Regions from separate parts of the Mus musculus genome. Here region 1 is linked to region 2. Evidence: chromatin contacts called from public promoter capture Hi-C data. All regions are on one chromosome and are shown on one strand. Each heading gives the region's core, a stretch centred on a gene start, on an enhancer-like site or on the middle of the called end of the contact. The rest is flanking DNA. Distances are from core to core; before and after follow the strand shown. Region 1 holds the start of Serpinc1 (serine (or cysteine) peptidase inhibitor, clade C (antithrombin), member 1). Region 2 has its middle 21 kb from the start of Gm24988.

What was found. Promoter capture Hi-C pulls out the DNA fragments that hold promoters and counts their contacts.
Region 1: a contact with region 2 is called in a promoter capture Hi-C map of liver. The contact joins the promoter of Serpinc1 here to the enhancer-like site in region 2. A contact is called at or near these places in 4 of 39 promoter capture datasets (embryonic stem cells, liver, stem cell-derived epiblast-like cells and 1 more), 4 of 484 Hi-C or Micro-C datasets (embryonic stem cells and liver) and 3 of 9 other capture datasets (adipose tissue, liver and pancreatic islet).

What each region holds. Positions count from the first base shown.
Region 1 is chr1:160,976,835-160,981,764 of GRCm38.p6, forward strand. It overlaps Serpinc1 (serine (or cysteine) peptidase inhibitor, clade C (antithrombin), member 1), which reads left to right and starts at 1,749. Exons shown (of 8, transcript NM_080844.5): 1 at 1,749-1,881. LOC115487665 (a small nucleolar RNA gene) reads right to left here and starts at 3,706; the gene lies at 3,569-3,706.
Region 2 is chr1:160,852,830-160,858,178 of GRCm38.p6, forward strand. No RefSeq gene overlaps it. Among named protein-coding and RNA genes, the nearest start is that of Gm24988, 21 kb to the right of the region's middle. Within about 2 kb of position 2,787, at least 27 of the 459 cell types and tissues checked have an H3K27ac peak or open chromatin away from gene starts, as enhancers often do. A contact at or near this core is called in liver, where this site is marked.

The DNA of each region.
Region 1 (4,930 bases), core at 499-2,998, 120 kb after region 2:
TAGAATCTATTAACCTAAGCTCAGAGGGCCTCACAGAGACTGAACCACGAGGCATGCAAGGAACTGACTCTCTCCACATCTGTAACAGTTGTGTAGCTTGCTTTTTCATGTGGGACTCCTAACAGCAGGAGCAGCAGCTGTCTCTGACTCTTGCAGCCTACCTTTGGGACTCTTTTTTTTTCCCCTTACTGAGCTGCCTCAATAGAAGATGCACCTAGTTTTACAGCAACATGATCTGCCAAAGCTGGTTGATATCCGTGGGAGGCCTCCCCTTTTCTGAAGAGAAGTGGGGTGGGGTGACTGGGTGGGAGGAAGGGAAAACTGGTCAGTATGTAAGTAAATCAAAAAATAAAACATTGGGAAGAAAGTGGTTAGGCATGATGTCCTACCTTAATCCCAGTTCTTAGCGGCAGAGGCAGATGGACCTCTGAGCTCAAGGTCAAGGCTGATCTACATAGCAAGTTTCAGGACAGTCCTGTCTCACCTACATACACGCCCACACTCCAAAAAAGTAGTCAGGCAGGAGATGGTGGCGGCCCATAAATGAAGTACCCTGGTGAACAAGAGTTGGAAGCCACTTATATTACATAGTAAATTCCAGGCCAGGCTGGGCTGCACCATATCCCAAAACAAAAAGTGAATTTATCAACTACTAAACGTCCATATGCTTAACAAAATAGAAGACAAAAGTACTTTCTGCCATCAATGAGCTCTAATTGTGGAACTTTGCACAGGCTTTTTAGATACCTTAATCTTGATGGCTATGGTAGTACAGCTTCATTCCCAGAGGTTAGGAGACAGTGGCAGGCAAGTCTCAAGGCCAGCCTGATGTGAAGAGTTCAGTGCCAGGCTAGTCAGGGGTGCATAGTGAGCCTTTGACTCAATAAGATGATGACAACATTAATTATCAACGAATTGTCATCTTCAGAACAAGAAGCTGTGAGACTGGACAAGACAACTTCATTGTACAAGGCCCTAAGTTTGATCTCTAGCACCATCCCCAAAGAAAACTCTGTGTGTGTGTGTGTGTGTGTGTGTGTGTGTGTGTATTTAACTTTGTTTGGCTGGTGAAGATCTCCCAAGGAAACCACAGTGAAGGTAAGACATGAGCGAGTTGAAGTATGGAGAGGGGACTAGGATGTTAGAGAGTCCTAAGCTGTCCTAGTAAGGGAAGATAGGGTATATGAATTCTGAGGGAAGGGACTGAGTTGAAATGGGGATCTTCATTACAACTACTATAGACAGGCAGCTGAAGAGGTGTTGCTTGTAGCTTTTACTACCCCACCAAAGCTCCAGGAACAGGCCATGCTACCAGCCCCCACCCAGCTTCCCTTGAATCCAAGGATAAAAGAGGAGGTAGGATCAGATGGCAAGGGCTGTAGACCATGCCAAAGTGTGGTGGCACTACTCTCTAGTTCCAGGTTAGATCAAGTTCAAGGCCAGCCAGCTTGAGCTACACTGGCAAGTTCAAGGCCCTGAGTTACATGAGACCTGTCTCAAAACTAAAAATAAAATGGCCTTGTCCTGATGGTAAAGAAAATATAAGCAGAAGGTAGTATGCAAGGAAATACAAAATCTAGATTTGTGCCTCTTTATTCACAATTATTGAAAAAATTATGCATGCCTCTCCCATGTGCATGGTGTTCACTGGGGCCCTTGGTAAGGTGCAGTCTGTTTCAGCGGGTCTGGGGTGGGGCTTGGAGGCACATGATCACAGATGATACTCGTGTTCAGTGTGGCCAAAGAGCACACTTGCGTAAGACTCGCCATAATAGGTAATTTTAGAAATAGATCTGATTTGTATCTGAGACATTTTAGTGAAGTGGTGAGATATAAGACATAATCAGAAGACATATCTACCTGAAGACTTTAAGGGGAGAGGTGAGTAGGGTGATTCTTAGCTGGGTTCACATCGGAAGAAGCAGGTGCCTTAAATGGAAGTCAGGGTTCCTGTGCAGCGTGAGCAGCTACAAAACGAATGAGTCTCAATGAGGCCTGAAGGAGTTTAGGTTGTTGTTTGTTTTGGGTCTTGTTTTTTTTTTTTTTCTATTTGAAGATTTATTGTATGTATGTGCACCATATGTGTGCCTGGTGTCTGTAGAAGTCAGTATTGAATCCCCTGGAACTGGAGTTCCGCATGGTTGTAGCCCACCATGTAGGTGCTGGGAATCAATCCTGGATTCCCTGCAAGAAAAATGGACCTAGCTGCTGAGCAGCTTTATACTTCTCAGTTAAATACCAATACCAATACAGATGTGAAGCTGGACATTGGCATGCTGAATCTGTTTAAAGTGAGGCTAGGTTCCCAATTGCAATCGGCTTACACGAAATTAGGGCCTGAACCAGCCCAGTGGTTGAAGTAGGAGAGGAGTTGGGCAATAGGCTGGTTCTGTGTGGTGACTTGAAGACAGATGACAGAACTCCTTAGTCCCCTTGACCAAACAGTAGATCTGTTTGGACATCCTTTTCATGGCATCAAAGCCCTTGGGAATAGTTGAAAGGAAAACCTATAGTGATTTTAGTCTGTCATACATACTCCTAACCTCCCAAGCCCAGTTAGGACCTAAAGGTGCTCTCTTGTACCTCTTTGTCTCTGTGTCATATGTCTAAACTAAACCTTTTACTCCCTGGATAGTTAGGGTACACCTAGACTCAAAGCATGGCATGCCTGTTTCCCCATGGCAGAAGGGCCTCTTGTAGTTTGGGGTATTATACTTTAATCTGTATTAGGCTTTTTTGTTTGTTTTTGTTTTTGTTTTGAGACAGGGTTTCTCTGTGTAGCCCTGGCTGTCCAGGAACTCACTCTGTAGACCAGGCTGGCCTCAAACTCAGAAATCCACCTGCCTCTGCCTCCCAAGTGTTGGGATTAAAGGTGTGCCGGTGGTGCTCGGTGGCTTTTGTTTTTTGTTGTTTTGTTTTTGTTTTGTTGTTGTGGGTTTTGTTTGTTTTTGCATACACATGTCATGTCTGAAGCACATGCATGCAGTACCCAGTGATGCTAGGAAAAAGCACCATCTCTTCTGGAAGTGAAGTTAGAGAGGGGAGCTGCTATGTGGGTGCTGGGAATTGAACCTGGGTACTCTGGAAGAGTTGTCAGTGGTCCTGCTGACATCTCTACTGCTGAGCCATTTCTGGCCTGGGCTTCAGCTCCTTAACTAGTTCTGATGGTTACCATGATACAGTCATTCCCATACCCTCATGCCCTCCTTGTCCCTTAAATGAACTTATAAGGGTTTTCTAAAGCAAGGCTTGGAAGATGTGTGAAAGGCGAGGTAGTCTATAACTCAGCTGCTGTCATCACAGCACACACCTTCGTCCTAGCTTTAGCCACGTTTCTTCCTGCTGCTTCGAGGTCAAACTATGTCATCCCCGTGTCACTGGGAATTCTGCCACTCTCCCTGACTTTGCACTCTGCTTTTCTTCTGTGGTTTTCTCTTATCTCCTACAACTTCTGAGCTAATGTACATGCAATGAGCTTTTTCCCCAAGTTGCTCTTGACTACCTCCCAGCCTTGATTAATATTTATTTGTTTGTTTGTTTGTTTGTTTGTTGTTATTTATTTATTTATTTATGTGCCCTAGGCATGAAACAGCTTTGGCCATCAAACCAGGCATTAATCTAGGATGAATAACTGCCATCCACTCTGCCCCTGACTGATATAAGAACACCACTGCCATAGGTGTCTCTTTGCCCATTGCCCGGGGGGTATTTCTGTCCTCAAGAATCAGTAATGCCTATTTTTTAAAAAGTCTTAATAATCTCTCCATTAAGGAAGTATCAACTGCTAAATCAGAAAAAAAAAATCTGTACCTCTTCAAACATAAATGTTTATTGAGTCCTATCTCATTCAGAGCCCACAGCTGTGTGCACTGAGCATGTTCAATAAATATTTGCTCTTGTGGTTTGATTTCACTGAAACCCAAACTGAACTTTCTAGCTGTACCGAGGACCGGGGCAAATTCCAGTAAGATGCTTCAAGACCCTGGGAAAAGCAGCCAACATGATAATGCCGGGCTTGCTCTTGATAAGCTTCATCCCACCTTAATTACCACCCGAAGATGCTGTTATTACCCTAAGGTCCTTCTTCTTCGACAATCCAGAGGAGCTAGGCATGCCCTTGCTTTGAGGCTCTGTGTTTTGCCAAAGCTCTATGGAAGGGAGTTACTCAGTAACCATAGGAGGGTCTGAGCTACCAAAGACAAGAACACCACAGCCTAGGGCATGAGGGCAGCAGGCAAAGGCCAGTTAATGACCTGCTCACGGTGATTTATGTAGACTGGAGGCTGCTGTAGAAAGGAATTAATGACCTGAAGGAGGTCCCAAAAATTAGAGGGGAAGTAAACGTTAATATTCTTTCAATGTCACTGGAAGACCCGATGTATGCTTTCCAATCTTGTTTCCACTCAGAATGGAGAGAAACGGTTCTACAGATAAGTAGGGGAATTCTCCCCCAAATTTTTACCTGACACGAGTATATCAGAAGGCAGGAAGATGATTCAGTGGGTCAGAGTGGCAACCTGAATTCATTCCTGGAACCTCATGAAAAGACAATTGCAGTGGTACCCATCTGAAATGCCACAACTCCAGTAGTGAGATGAGGAGCAGAGCTAGAGTTGCCCAGAGGCTCCAGGGCCAGCTAGCCCAGATTGTACTGCACAGTGAAACCATCAAAGGTGAAGGGGAGAACCAACTCTGTAAAAGTTGCCCTCGGGTCGTACACGTGCTGTGGTATGTACACAGCTGCACACATCACTCACACACACACACACACACACACACACACACACAGAGAATGTTTTTAAAGTTTCATTTTTAGTGCTGATTAGTCAACCCCTGTGTCTTACTTACTCTTAGAGAGCACGCACTCCACCTCTGAACTACATCCCTGGCTCCCCATAAATAGTTTGCCTCCAGTTCTGGATATAACTAA
Region 2 (5,349 bases), core at 1,537-4,036:
TTTGGAGACAGATTTTTATTTTAAAAATACAGTTTGTAAAGTCTATCAAATACAGCAACAATCAGATTGGTTTTCCAAAGTGTTCACTCAGTAGACAAATACAATACTCAAGACAGAGCCTACGTAAGTCAACTTACACTAAAAACAATAAAACTAATGACAACAGAACAATTGGTCATAAGTACTATGGTGTAACCTTTGTGTTATGCCATTTAACAACCCCCACCACCACCACCCAATGACTCTATACCTTAGGCTACATTTTCCTCATTCTATAGATAACTAACCTTGTCCTGGCTAGTTTTATGGCAACTTAATACAGGCTGGAGTCAACAGAGAGGAGGGAGCCTCAGTTGAGAAAATGCTTCCATAAAACCTGGTTGTAGGCAAGGCTGTAGTGCATTTTCTTGGTTAGCAGTGATGGGGGAGGACCCAACCCATTGTGGGTGGTGCCACATTTGGCCTGTTGGTCCTGGATTCTATAAGAAAGCAGGCTGAGTAAGGCATGAAGAACAAGCCAGTAAGCAGCACCTCCTCCGTGGCCTCTACTTCAGCTCCTGCCTCCATCCAGGTTCCTGCCCTGTTTGAATTCCTGTCCTGATTTCCTTTGATGATGGGTTGTATTGTGGAAGCCTAAACTGAATAAACCCTTTCCTTCCCAAGTTGCTTTGGTCATGGCATTCATTGGAGCAATAGAAACCCTAGCTAAGACAAAGCCTTTTAAAGAATGAGTAACTTACCCAGTGTTGGGAGGCAGAGGCCATTGGATCTCTGTGAGTAACAGGACAGCCAGGTTACAAAGAGAGACCCTGTCTCGGAAAAAAAAAAATTAAAGTAACTTGAAGTGCAGAGCCTGGATTTGAACTCATAACTTGCTGAAACGTCTAAGCTCCTATAAACTCTCCAGTGTATTTTGAGTAAAAATTGCAATCTGGAGTGAGCAGGCAGATAGATTATTGAACTGCTGAATATTCAGGAAAGGCTCTAGAGCAGTGGTTCTCAGCCTGTGGGTCACAAACCATTTGGGGGTCAAATGACCCTTTCACCAAGGAGGCCTAAAATCATCAGAAACATATTTATTTATTTTATGATTCATAACTGTAGCAAAATCACAGTTATGAATTAGCAATGAAAATAATTTTATAGTTGGGGGTCACCATGCCATCAGGAACTATATTAAATGGGTCACAGCATTAGGATGGTTGAGAAAGTCTGCTTTAGAAAAAACACTATCACAGAGAGACAATTGAAAGTGTCATAGCAATAGCAGGGCTGGAGAGATGGCTCAACGGTGAAGAGCACTAATGCTTTTCCAGAGGTCCTGAGTTCAAATTCCCAGCAACCGAATGGTATCTCACAACCATCTGTAATGGGATCCAATGCCTTCTTCTGGTGTGTCTGAAGAAAGCAACAGTATACTCATATAAATGAAATAAATAAATATTTTTTAAAAGGTGTCCTAGCATGCCACAATAGATTTCATATGAGTATGACTAGAATAAACCAAAGCACAAATAAGTTAAATATTTTTAATGTCCTCTCATTTGGCCACTAAATTATTAGAAATGAAAAATTCACTTGTAATATAAAACACCTATAAATAAAGAATTCCTATAATCCCAGTACTTGGGAGGCAGAGACAGGCGGATTTCTGAGTTCGAGGCCAGCCTGAAAAAAAAAAAAGAATTCCTATAAAATTGGGATTGAATACCTGTTTCTTAGTAGAAATTAGATCCTGGAGTAGTTAGTCATTTGCTTTTCCGCGCTTGCTACAGCAGAGGGCACTAGGTGATCTAGATCATTTCTAGCTCCAGGTGGCAAGAGTTAAAGAGAACCATCTTTCTAAACTGCATAGCCCTGAGTTTCAAAAACATTAAATGTTCTAAAACTAGAATGACCCATAATCAAAAGAGAGGATACTTGAAATTTAAAACATTAGGTCATTCATGTTAACGTTCTAGATGTCTCATAATTGTGAGTGTTTAAAGCTAGTCTGCTTATGAAATCCCTAGTTATTCTCATGCAGGGCTCTACTCAGACCAACAGAAAATATCCAGACAGTAGCTAGTACTTAAAAGGGTGATGGTTTAGCTGCTGGAATAAACCCTAGACTACAGACCCAAAATAGGCAGGAGACTTTGAGAGAACTTTAACCTTTCTTCCTTGTCTTTGCCATTTGTTAATGATTAAAAACTGTGGAAAATCAGTTAATCTCCTTTTCTATATCTAAAAAGTAATGCCAAGCCAGGCATGGTGCCACACAGCTTTAATCTAGCACTCTGGAGGCAGAGGCAGGCATGTCTCTATGAGTTTGAGGCCAGCCTCTACTACATAATGAGTATGTAGCTCAGGACAGCCAGAGCTACATAGTGAGACCCTATCTCAAAAAAACAAAAGTAGAAAGGGATGCCAGTGTCTCTCCTGTTTGTTAGTGTGAAAACGTGTTGCAAAATGTGCTAAGTGTACACAATGCGGGGTTTGTTGATGGTGGTGGTTTTGGGGTGTGTGTGTGTGTGTGTTTCCTTTGATACAAGATCTCATGTAGCCCATATCGGCCTTGAGCTCAGTATCTAGTTAAGCCCCAGATAAATCTGTCATTGAATTCATAATTCTCCTGCCTCTATCTCCCAAGAGCTTAAATTACAGATATAGCCTACCATACCTGTTCCTCCGAGATATTATTAAAACCATGAAACTTCATACTTTTAGAAAAAGAAATCCCAGGGTTGGCAAGATGGATCAGAGGGCACAGCCGCTTGACACTTAGCCTAACAGCCTGGGTTGGATCCTCAGAACCATGGTAGAAAGAAAAGAACAAAGTCTGCAAGCTGTCCTATGACCTATGACATGAGTGTGCACACACATGCACACACACACACACACACACATGCTAACTAAATAAACGTAAAAGAACAAAAAGAGAGTCCCAGAAACAAAATTCAGTCTTACATATGATTTTTTGATGCCAGGCTGGGAGATTGGCTTTGGAATCTTCTAATCTTCTAATCTTCTGGTGATATGGGGGCAAGAATTAGACACTGTTACATTCTGTCAAAACACTTTTAATGCTAGTGATAAAGTTTTTTTTTTTTTTATGGTAAACAGCCCTCTTACTATCTATTTTAGATAAGCTAAGATACTGGCAGCTGAGTGATCGAGCTTTCTAAATGATAGCTGTTAGAAGCATCTCTGATCCTCCTTGTTCCCTGGCCGAATTGAACAAAGCCCTGTTGTCCAGCAGCCAGCTGGACCGCGATCATGCCAACAGCAGCTGCTTTGAACACCGCACAGGCGACTTCAGGACAGATGCCTTCACTACAGTCAGAGCTGCGTCCTCTTGAAGGCCAGCTCTAACTTCAGAAGGCACCAAGGCTGGGCAGGCCACAACTATTTCAAACTGTTTAGACCAGACTGTGTGCCATGACATGCCACCATGAATTCTAGATGACCCCACTCACCATTGAGATCTTTTCACCCAGACTATAGCTGGAGGACCTCACTTGGTGGCCCAGCAAAAGGCCCGTAACTGGTATGAGGGAGGGACTGTTGTGATTGGCTGGTGTCGGGGACTGGGTTGTAGCTGAAGCTTACACTGTCTTCCTTTGTTGTGATTGGTGCAGATGACTTTGACACACACACACACACACACACACACACTCTGGTTCTCTAAGCAGGCTGGCTAGATGCTTTGTGAGCAATCCAGAGGATACTCTCCTATCCTGGCCCCTGGTATGGCAATATCAGACCCAATAAAAAGCTTAGCCTGCATCTGGAGAACTGTCTCAGCTAAGAGCACTTTTTGCATCTTCAGAGCATTGGGCTCCTAACATCCACATTAGGCAATTCACATCGATCTGAAACTCCAGCTTTAGAAGGATCTGCTGCTTCTGGCTTCTTTTGGGCATGTGAACTCAGTGAACATGCCCACGTGCAGACACATATAGCAATACATAGTTTTAAAGCAATAAAAAATAAATCTCTAAATTATAAAAAAAAAAAAGTAAAAAGCATAGCTTGAGAGGTCAAAGAATGGTAAGGTTTACTGTAGCCAGAGGGGAGAGCAGAGCCACAGGTATGGACAGAGGCAGAGGTAGGTATCTGGAAGAGTCCAGAGTGAATATGGTCAGGCGGAGCTGGGCCAAGTGAAGAGAGACAGGGAGGTAGAGCAAGAGATGATCCCCTGACCAAGAGGAGATGCCTGGGCCAAAAGACTGGCTAAAAGAGCAAAGGGAACAGGTAACCAAAATGGCTCCGTTACATAGTGACCAGAGAAGGGGGGGCTCAGTACAGTCCCTGGGCTGGAGAAGTTTAGGGGGAAGTGGGAGATGCCAACCAGAAGTCCCTACTTGTACCTAGTAGGGACTGAGGGATGCTGGAAGAACCTGGGGACAGCATCAGCTTTGGTGTGTCAATAGGCAACTCAGTCTGCTGGAATAGAAGTGCCTAATACTGGCTGTGAGATCTAAAGATGAACAACTATGGGCTCTGGTCACCAGAAGGCCTGCAGTTGGGAATTGAGATAACCTAGGCACAAGAGTGCTAATACTGGTGACCCCGGTGCTGTGCGCTCCAGCAGGCAAGGCCCATAGGAGCACTGTAATATTAGAAGTCACAATCACCTGCCACCAGTGCTACCACTCTGCTTTTGCAACTATTGCATTGTTCTTGGAAATTGAGAATTCTGAAAGTTAAGAAGTTCTAGGCCTATTTGTTACTAAAAGTCAGTGTAATAAGCTTCCAAACTAAGTATCTAGGGCTATAAGTCTTTAGCTTCTAAGGGATAGAACAATAGGCTTGGAACTATAAATCTCTGGTTCTTTCATCCTGACACATAGACTTTGAACACTCAAGGGCCTAGGTAGGGCCTTCTCTCCCATCCACAGTCTTGACCTAGAGAGAGCAAAAGGATCCCCAGATAGCTGATTGTGTACACCAGCAGTCATGTGTATCATACTGGTTGAGGCAAAGATACATAAAAATCTGTGGTACCAATTCCAGGGTGTCTTCTCCAGCTCCTTCTTAATTTGTTGTTGTCATTTGCCACCACAGCTGCTGTTTGTGTTGTTTGGGGATAGTGGTGTCACTTCATAGCCCAGATTGGTCTGGAACTCATTATGTAGGCCAGGCTAGCCTGAAATTTATGGGAATTCTCTTGGCTTGGCTTCCTGAGTGCTATAATTATAGGCATGAGACACCACACCCAGGTCCTTGGTAATGTTTTGTATGTCCCCTTTTCACATTGAAAAGGAAATATACTGGATCAGAGGTGAGGAGGACACAACACCTGCCCCAACAAGAGAAGTAACTGGGATTAGTGGGACCCAGGAACTTTGCCCGATCAGTGGGCAA